Linked DNA regions of Mus musculus: all the other regions are linked to region 1. A link is a contact called in public HiChIP or PLAC-seq and promoter capture Hi-C data. All regions are on one chromosome and are shown on one strand. The core of a region is the stretch at or near the end of the contact, and the rest is flanking DNA. Distances in the headings are between cores, read along the strand shown. Region 1 holds the start of Hpse2 (heparanase 2). Region 2 overlaps Hpse2 (heparanase 2). Region 3 overlaps Hpse2 (heparanase 2).

The links. Promoter capture Hi-C pulls out the DNA fragments that hold promoters and counts their contacts. HiChIP or PLAC-seq counts read pairs in DNA pulled down with a chosen protein or histone mark.
Region 2: a contact with region 1 is called in a promoter capture Hi-C map of frontonasal cranial neural crest, with 6 times the contacts expected there. The contact joins the enhancer-like site here to the promoter of Hpse2 in region 1. A contact is called at or near these places in 12 of 39 promoter capture datasets (the 3T3-L1 cell line, the HPC-7 cell line, cranial neural crest and 9 more), 1 of 484 Hi-C or Micro-C datasets (embryonic stem cells), 2 of 115 datasets of contacts at active chromatin or transcription factors (craniofacial prominence and embryonic limb bud) and 2 of 9 other capture datasets (adipose tissue and embryonic stem cells).
Region 3: a contact with region 1 is called in an H3K4me3 HiChIP or PLAC-seq map of craniofacial prominence, with 5 times the contacts expected there. The contact joins the enhancer-like site here to the promoter of Hpse2 in region 1. A contact is called at or near these places in 11 of 39 promoter capture datasets (the 3T3-L1 cell line, HPC-7-derived erythroid cells, embryonic stem cells and 6 more), 1 of 484 Hi-C or Micro-C datasets (cerebral cortex), 3 of 115 datasets of contacts at active chromatin or transcription factors (craniofacial prominence, forebrain and stem cell-derived neural progenitor cells) and 2 of 9 other capture datasets (embryonic stem cells and macrophages).

What each region holds. Positions count from the first base shown.
Region 1 is chr19:43,386,836-43,390,148 of GRCm38.p6, forward strand. It overlaps Hpse2 (heparanase 2), which reads right to left and starts at 1,520. Exons shown (of 12, transcript NM_001081257.2): 1 at 1,187-1,520. The coding sequence starts at 1,476.
Region 2 is chr19:43,200,830-43,204,005 of GRCm38.p6, forward strand. The region is part of intron 3 of Hpse2 (heparanase 2); the gene reads right to left. Among named protein-coding and RNA genes, the nearest start is that of Hpse2, 190 kb to the right of the region's middle. Within about 2 kb of position 1,907, at least 9 of the 459 cell types and tissues checked have an H3K27ac peak or open chromatin away from gene starts, as enhancers often do.
Region 3 is chr19:43,145,183-43,148,365 of GRCm38.p6, forward strand. All of the region lies in intron 3 of Hpse2 (heparanase 2), which reads right to left. Among named protein-coding and RNA genes, the nearest start is that of Hpse2, 240 kb to the right of the region's middle. Within about 2 kb of position 1,814, at least 7 of the 459 cell types and tissues checked have an H3K27ac peak or open chromatin away from gene starts, as enhancers often do. A contact at or near this core is called in craniofacial prominence, where this site is marked.

The sequences.
Region 1 (3,313 bases), core at 270-2,769:
TCAATAACGATGTGAGTCGGATCTGGAATGGGATGGAGAGCACTCTAGACTCTTTGGAGGAGCCCAAACTAAGGGTCCAACTTGAAGGGAATTTTCAGAAACTTAACACTTGGATATTCAATATTGCAGAGGTTTATCCTCCCTTTCTTTTTCTTCTGTGTGTTTTCTTTTTATTTCCAACGCCCCCCTCTTTGCAACCGCCCCTGATGGGAAGGGGATCGCGGTTGCTTAACTGCCTGAATAGTAACAACCCGGGAAGAGGGTGAACCCAACTAGACTGTCAGCGAGACTCAACCTTCAGGTTTGTTAATCCACCACTGCTTTGGGGTTCAAAACTCCCAACGCTTCCCCTGAGAGTTCCTAGGACCTTTATGGATCGCGTATGATGCACACTACGACCCGAGCAACGATTTTTTTTCCCCACTGTAAAAAATTAAACTATGCAGTTACCAAGGAAAACTAAAGAGGAGGGTGGAGGGGGAAGGGCTTCATCTATAAAAAGTGTCTTACAAAGTCAAGGCTGATAATGACAGCGGAGGATACAAAATAAAAAATTTTAACTCCAATCCAACTTGCTCACCGCTCAGGACTCTCCTTAAATTCGTTTTCTGTCTGGGAGTGAGAACTGATGAAACCATCTTTCCGTGGCAAATTCCACTTTCATGCAATCTCCCAACTGAACACTCGGACACACGCACACTGCTTTCTCTCTCACACACAACCACTCCTCTGGAGTCTTTGTTGTTCCAGATCTTCCCTTTTGTAACTTCCCTGAACCTCTTGTTTCTTTTTCAGAAGGGGAGACTAATTGTGGATATATGTAAGCACAACATTTTTTCAGTCATAACTGATAAGTTTCTGAAATGCCTTCTGCATTGCAAACATGTGCATCTTAATAGAAAACACTGCTTTCCTCAATCACCAGTTACAGCCTCACAGCAAATAGTCCAGGAGGGGGGAAACCTCCTTTTTTTCTCTTGGAAAGACAGATCGGTTTGCTGCTGCTGCTGTTGCTGCTGCTGCTGCTGCTGCTGCTGCTGCTGCTGTACCTCCTCTTCTTCTCCTCCTCCTTCTTATTCTTCTTTTTTCTCCTCTTTTTTCTTCCCCCTTTGGAGCAGGGGATAGGAAGAGAATGGGGGTGGGGGTACTTAAATTTTTAAATGACTCATCGAAGCCCCTGCCTTACCTTAAGAAATCGAGCCAGCCATCATGAATGATGGAGGGATCCAGCTGCAGAGAGAGGAAGTTCTCATTGACTGTCCTGACTGGGTTCTTGGTGCTCACATCAAGTAGAATCAGGGTCTTTTCCTTCAAACCTGTAGCTCTGTCTACAGGCAAAGGTCTCCTGTTTCCAGCGTGGAAGGAGAGGGAGAGATGGAGCAACAGAGCCAAGAAGAGAGCCACCAGGGCTAGGCACGAGGGGGGGCGGGAGCTGCTGGAGGCCATGGCTTCAGGGAAAGCACAGAGCACCCTCATTAAATCCCTCTGATTTAAACTTCTTTCCCTACTGGGTCTCGATGGTGACTAATTGTCCTTATCTAAAGTGTGTGTCTCTCTGCCCCCCTTCTCTCCCCCCCCCTATTCTCTTTCGCCCTCGCTCCCTCGCTCTTGCTCGCTTGCTCGCATTTTTTTTTCAGTGTTTTGGTGCTGGTGGAGCGAACTCACGCCCCTAGCCAGCCTTCTCAGCAACTCGTGCCAAGAGTACTGTTCACCAGCACCGCCCCTTTAAGAGATTTGACTGCAGACATTTTTTAACTTTTTAAAGGTAAGGGATGGGGGAGGGGGGAGAAGGGGGAGGGGTGGCCGTTGTGCCCTACTGATTTAACCCGCTAGGGTCAGGAAGCGGCCAGTGGGACTGAAACTGTACTGTGGTACCATCTTGAGTAAGAGCTTATTTTCAAGTCCCCTCCCCAGTAGGCTATGGGGAAGGCCCTTCACTGCCTGAGGGGCAGTCTGTCCTGACTATTTCTTGCTTACCGTCCACTTTGTGCCTTCCTTTTGGGTTGAAGCAGTAAATGTTGTTAGGTTGTAAATGGTTTTATGATGGGCAAAGTAATTTTTGCCAAGGCACAAAAAGCAAAGAAGAGTCCATGCCTAGGTGTGCAAACCCCTGAATCTTGCAAGATAACTAGAAAGAAGTTTCTCCTGAATAGGAGACTAAGGTGGGGGAGAAGGGAGAGTATTCCCAGGTCAAAGAACTTCCTAGTCAGGAGAGTCAAAAAAGAATCAGTATGCTCCATGGCACTGCTGCTTATGTGTGAGGGAGAGTCTTGAGTTTCCCATATATGTTATTTTATGGCTTTGGCAACCCATTGGACTGATGATCAAGACACCCTATGTTCATTTGAATCACTCCTTGGCCAATGTATTCCACTGTAAAAGTAAAGATGCCTCTCCAATGTCTCCTTGCCAACAACCCTCAGACTCATACCCTTGCAGGGGAGTATGTCTTCCTGACGTAGAAATGGGCTATAGGGGTGTCAAATCCAGCCCTAGGCCAAAATTAGAGTGTGCCTGCTTGGAACTCTGGGATACAGATCATCCTGGACTTCGAGTGCACTGCAAACCTCTGTTCTTTTCATTCCCACCCTCAATAGCTTGCAAATTATCCTGAGTCCCATCCTAACACAAGGGGAAACAATCCAGCCACAATCACAGGCAGTCACAATCACACCCAGTCCCATTTTCAGCTTCTCTCTGGGATACAACAAGTCCTCTATTTTGGCAGATGAAGGGAGCTACTTTATGAAAAATGGGTAAATGAGAGCACCCCAGGGCATTCCTTGATTAAACAGACTAGATGACAGTTGAATGCAGAGCATGGGTCCCCACCACTGCCAGTACTGCACACTGGGCAGTATGAGAGCTCAGTAAACACTACAATAGCAATCTATTTTCCTTCCTTCAGCCAGAAAGAATTAGCCAACCTACATAGGACTGGACTAGATTACCTTAAGCTAACATTCCCTGAGGATTCTCTGCCAGTCTAAGAACCCCAAACCACCAGATCACTTAGAGATGGTTTCTAAAACTAAATTATAACATAAATTAAATACTGGCTCTAGCCTTCATACCTGCTTCCTCTAGCGCCTTACACTTTCTAGTCCTCTATATCCTTAACCACATGCTTATGCCCCTGGGGTTAGGGTAAGACAGGCATAAGTTTCAGTACAAACTACTGTCATTTTTAAAGGAGTCTGACACTTCATGGAGATGGGGACAGCTTGGGAACCAAAGGCTTCTCTGTGTCTCTGGACTCAGGTATGTAGAGTGCTCTCAAGAAACATCTCAGACATCTGGTGGTAGTAAACCA
Region 2 (3,176 bases), core at 657-3,156, 190 kb before region 1:
ATCACATAGGTTTTTCATAACAATGGCCTCCCTTCTCATTACTTTTAATTTGTTATGCTCCCGGATGTCATAGCAACAACGACAAAAAACAACAAAACTGACAGGAAGTAGTCAGAGAAAGGAAGTGTTTATTCTAGATTACAGTTTCAGGAAAGACACTCTAAGATGGCAAGGTAGGCGTGGAGTACCAGCTGGGGCCTGGATAGTCACATTGCAGCCACAGTCAGAAAACAGACAGTAAAACAGGAATTGGAGCCCAACTACAGAACCTCAAGAGCTCTCCCATACTTCCTCCAGCACACCACTGCCTCCTAAGCATTCCACATGCAAACCACAACAACTCTAGTGAACAGATGCAGCAGGTGTGGGAATGTTGCTTTAGAGTAACATATTTCATTTACGATAATTATTAGCTATGAATTTGACAACTGTAGTCCATTATTTTGTTGATGTACATACATTCCTTAGATACCTGATTTTATTGAGAATTTTATCATTGAAGGTTGTTGAATTTTCTGTATCTATTGGCCTTAATCAATTGGATGGTGGGAAATGAAGATCTCTCTTTTTCTGTTATTTATTGTCATAAACTTCCCTCATAAGTAGATTTTAATCCTATGTGTATGTTTTCATTAGATTCAATATTATTTTAAATTCTCATTTTTTCTTTGTTATTCATGGTACATGGAACATGGTGCTTCATTTTCATGCGATTCTGAATTTTCTAAGATTTCCTCTTACTATTGATTTCTAGTATGATACCACTGGATCCAGAAAAAAATACTGATATTATTTAAATCTTTGTGTTTAGTTTTTAGCACGTTTTATGGCTTAACAAAATATTTATAATAGAGAGTGCTCTGTATACACTTGTTAAAAAAAATGTGTTTTCAGCCATTATTGGGCAGAATATTCTGCAACCTTTTCAGCTATTCTCCCTCTGTATTACAAAATATAAGCCGGGCGTGGTGGCGCACTCCTTTAATCCTAGCACTTGGGAGGCGGAGGCAGGTGGATTTCTGAATTTGAGGCCAGCCTGGTCTACAAAGTGAGTTCCAGGACAGCCAGGGCTATACAGAAAAATCCTGTCTTGAAAAACCAAACATACACATATACATAATATACATACACACACACACACACACACACACACACACACACACACACATCCTGCTTACAGGCAAGGTAATTTTGGTAGGAAAGAGGTTATCACATCCTTTTTTTTTTAATCAAAGAAAACTTTATCTGGTTGTCTCTGAGATCCTTTGTCCCTTTATTGTCTAACTATCTTACATTGTATTTAAATAATCAAAATTATCAGCTTAATGTAACCTACTATAAGATGTTTCATATAAACCTCATGGTATCTACAAAACAAAAGTGTACAGTGAAATCAAAAAAAAGAGAAAAGATAACGAATCAAAGCTTTTATTCATTCAACTAGTAGCAGTCTGAAAGAATGCTGGAGTCTGAACTGGGATTTTCCTGAAGCAGGCATGGTGCTCAGGACTGAGGCAACATGTGCTGTTTGATTCCCTTCTCCTTTCTCCAAGGAAAGGTTGTTTCTCACCATGTTTTGCAGAGTGGCATGGGTGGTGTAAAACTGTGTTTTCACCTTCTCTGTATTATAGCCATGTGCTATAGCCTCGGGCCTAGTTTCGTTGGCTTCCGTGGAGACGTTTCCAGGCATGAATAGTTGCTCAGATTGATGTTTCTATAAGAGGATGAGCACTGGAAAGTCCTGTTCTGACCTTTAACTGAAATCAGTCTTTTATTTATAAAAAAAATAATGGATGATAAGCTAAGCTTTTGCCTAGAGGGCATGGTTTCTTCACTCCAGTATAAACTACCTTCCATATTCATTGTAAATCACAATGGTTTCCCACAGGCACAAAACAAAGCACAGAAATAGATGGTAAAATAAAGAGAGAACCCTTTGAGACTCAGCGAGCCTAACTCCTTGTTGCACAGAACTCATGGAGCCTCACCTCTTGTTGCACAGATGGCAAAGCAGAAGTTGTACAGTTTCAGTGACTTACCACAACCAAACAGCTTGTAAGCAAGCCACAGATCTAAACCTGAGACTTAGGCTCTAACTCCCTGACTAGTGTTCTTTATATTATACTACATTATTGTCTTCTTCACCTTACTATGTGCACAATTCCAAGTCATTTAAAAAACATACAAGCAGTTTGGAAATGCAACTAACTTAAAGCTGTCCAAAAGGAAACCCTGGACCGCCTTCCTGCTTTCTTCCTGGATAAAAAATTCCTCGAGCTTCTACAACAGCGAGTGAGCATCTCTGGGGCGCTGGCTCCTCGCTGCCTTGCATCTCCTTGTCTTGTTTACATGTGTTTGTCTGCAAAAGTTTTAATGGAATAAAAGAAAATGAGTGCTTTAATTTCCAAGTAAAAGCTGCCGTTGTGTGAGTCATTGTTTTCTTTTTTTACACTAGCAAGGGTAAAAACTTCTGGTTTTAATAACTAATACTGCTGAGTTCAATAAAAAGCACTTAATTCAATTTAAGCCAAACCTTGATCAATGCCAGCTTCCCTTGGAATTTTATCTTTCTTTTAATTTGAGTCTTCTAAGTTCAGAAAAATGAGACGTCAAGGGGAAAGGAACAGAAGTCAATTAGCTGTAGGCTTGTTTCTAGACAAAAGACATGGGAATACAAAATTGACAGGTAACCTCCAAAATTAAAATGTTTCTGCTCCATCAGATAATCTTTTTCTGGCAGAATTAATGTTTTCATTAGTTCTAAATCAAGAAACTGAAGAATTCACAGTCACATTTGGAAAAAGATTTTTAAATAAAATATTCCCAAACCAATTAGCATCAGATTTCTAAGCCAGAATTATATTGACTTTAATGTGTTAATAATCGAAAGATACGCTACTGTAAAATTAAACTCAGAAAGCCTCGTGAAAGCCTCAGTCTGTTCAAATAGTCAGTCAGCCAGAGTCTGTGGTCAAAGCCTGGAAACGCACACGGGGTTGGGGGGCGGGGGGGGGGGGGTGAAGCAGAGGAAGCAACCTCCAGGACTGGTCAGTAAGTTTCCTCGATTTGAAAACATGCACATCTTAGAAGAACTGCCACATCCTACTAACTAACATTTTTTCTTAACTAATACCTGAAAGTTCTTTCTACTGTCCCATCAAGGGCAAGAATTGTGA
Region 3 (3,183 bases), core at 564-3,063, 240 kb before region 1:
CCATCTCGCCAGCCCATAACATTTCTTAAAAATATGAAGTAAAAAGATTAAACCTGTTTCTATAGCTATTAACCCTGTATTAAAAAAGCTAGATTTGCCTCTCTCCACAGGCGACGGGACCATCTTCATAGCATGTAGAGATAACTAACACCTCCTTAAGAACGGACCTGGAGCTTTGCTAAGGCCTCATGAGCCACGAAGGCATCCACAAGGCCAACCTGGACAACAGGTGCTGCTTTCGTTCTCTCCTGGGTATTTCAAGGTGGTTTTCATGTATTTCTGCCCTAAGTTGCAAAGTCCACAAGGCTTTCTGTGCTTGTGAATCCAGGGATGTGATGGCAGGGGGTCTCCTGGGGACTCCTGTGTCAGTGCTAACTCTGAGGCCATCATGGCCCTCGCTGCTTGCCTCACTGGACTCACTTCCTTGGATGTGAACTCTCTCCCTCTCCAGGTGGCACTGCTCAACTTCAGATTTGGCTTCTATGGCCTGCCTGCTGCAGCATCTATTTAGGTTCCTTCAAAGCTACAGACAGGTTCTCCAGGCACCACTTATCAGCCAGCCCGCAACAGCTGCTGAGTTCCCTGCAGCTGACTGACTGTGCACTGGGCATGGCCAGGTATTAGGTAAGAAACATTAGTAACAAGTGTCTTGGTGTACAGTGGCATTCGGGGCAGAGTCAAGGGGCACTTTAGGAGATAACTGTCACAGATATGATGTGCACACTAATTAGATGTATGTTTGGAGGAAGATGTAGACAAATAGAAAGCTTTTTCTACAATGGAATACTTTTTGAAATTATTAGATAAGAGTCATTGTCAAGTGTTCTTCACGTAGCACAGTAACTTTTGAGTAAATCCCCATGTAGAACAGTTGGTTAGTACAGTGGAGAGGTAGCAGGCCTAACACTGTTTAGAAAACATGAATGCCCTCAGAGGATACTGGCATGTTCTTCTCTTTGGGATTCTTTCTGAAGTCTCTATCAATGCAAAAAAAAAATTTCATCTGTGACAAAAGCTGGCCTAGAAGCTACCGAATGAGCAGAAAAGACCACTTAAAATGGCAGGGGAGTAGGCCACTTACTGCACACCAGGGCTTGAAGACCGCTAAATCAAATGAAGTTAATCTCACACAGGGGATTATCAGACATGGATCTTAAAAAGTCGTGAACAGGGCCAGCAGCGTGGCTCAGTGGGTAAAGATCCTGCTGCCAAACCTGATGACCCAAGTTTGATCCCAGGGACCCCCATGATAGAAGGAAGGAGCCAAGGCCACAAATTGCGCTCTGACCTCCACATACAGCAATGCTTCCTCTTACCCAACTCTAATAACAACTTAGCATTTTTTCAGAATTTCTTAAAAGGGCAGCATTGGATAATTTAAAACTAAGAGGAAAACTCTTTAATAAAATCCACGTAACTGAATGAATAATACAACTTGAATTTAAAATTTAAATTTAACGGAATAAAGTAAACACCTACAGTTTTGTTTTATTTTATTTTGCTGCTTTCCCTTAAGATCGTTGAGGGAAATGAAATTTTAGAAGGTGAAAATGGAGGATTTAAGTACTTCAAGAAGTGGTGCAATTTCTTCAACAAAAGTAAAACGCAAAACAAAACAAAAGAAAACCACCCTCCATTTCTTAAGCTCACACAATTTAGCATCAGCTGGGGTATTTATGTTGCTGGAAGGAATCATAAAATAAAAAGTAAGATTGCTCCAATGTGTTGCCCAAAGGCCATACAGCAAGCACTTCTTAATCCAGCACAGCCATCCCTAGCAACTCAGAACATGCTTCGCAGCGTCAGAAGGACGCCTGAGCCCGTATCTCCTTACACACACAATGAATGCTTAACAGGAAAAGTTGCCCAGGTTCTATGAGTGTAAGCTGAGAAAGCTGAACCACGGTAACATTATGATACCTGCCCTCTGTGCTCAGGGGCAAAGAGGAAAATCAAAGATGGTCATCCATAGGCTGCAAAACGTTAGCAGCTTCATCACACTCTAAACACTGCTACCCAAGCAGCCGGGAAACAAGAGCAGGGGGGTGTGGGGGCTTCGCCCCAAGGCCAGTCCCTATATCAAGATAAATTTTCAAAAACAAAGCAATATCCGAAATAGTGTGCATATCAATATCTCAACAAGTTTAGCAAGTGATTCGCTCTGAAGAACAAAAACAAAACAAAGAAAAAAAGAAGCACAGGGGAAAGATGCCAAAATCATGAATTGCTTCTGTTTTGCTAGGAAGATATTTTATCTTCAGTGCTAATAATAACTTAACATACTTGAAGGTATTTGAGTGAACTTTACACAATGTCATATTGTTCTGTACTTTTCTATACTTCCTACAATGACTACCTATTACTTTTAAGAGAAAAAACAATGAGACTGAAATACTTCGTATCAAGGGAACAATTCTAGAATAGTTTTTATGTCATCGTCTACTCTGAATGTTAGCATCATCAAAAGTATATGATGTGCTGTAACAACCTCAGCAGCCTAAAACTTCACATGCCCAGACCCTATCATTTCTGTTTTGTTTTTCCTCCATGAAAACTTGATAAAATATTCACATTAATTCTGTATCACAGAAACACGGATCTGAAAAGAGAATTCAATCAATGTGCAATTGAAGAAAGAATTATGCTTTAGAAGGGGTGTCCAAATGGAGAGCCGTGTGTAAATAGGTAGAAATGCATATAAAACTCCGAGGGAGGAAAAACCAAGGCTCTCCCTGCTAATGAGCTAGACAGCACAAAGAGAGAAGAGAGGGTGCAGCGAAGAGAGAAAGGCACAAGAGGAGGAGAGCGGGAAACATACAAACCTTGACTGTTGCTTTATTTTCACATAGGATTCACAACATTCCTCAGAAAATTCAATTTAGTTGCCCCGTTCTAGCTTGCTAACCAGAACCAATTTAATTTTAAATCTACATGCAGAGCCAAGGGGGACGAAATAGTTTGCAATTACTTTTAGCTCCCTGTTGGAAGACAGAATAAGATTTAACCAGTTCTGCTCCGGTTAGAACAAGCATCTAGGTTTGTCAGACTCCTAACCGGTATCCTTCTGCTTAGGGTTGAAGAGTGGAAACTGTGTACCAAAATTATTTGCTTTGTTTAACCACTTAATGGAAATGAATTATGATAATGCAACCAATGGTTTTTATTCATCTGCAAGTGCATGAG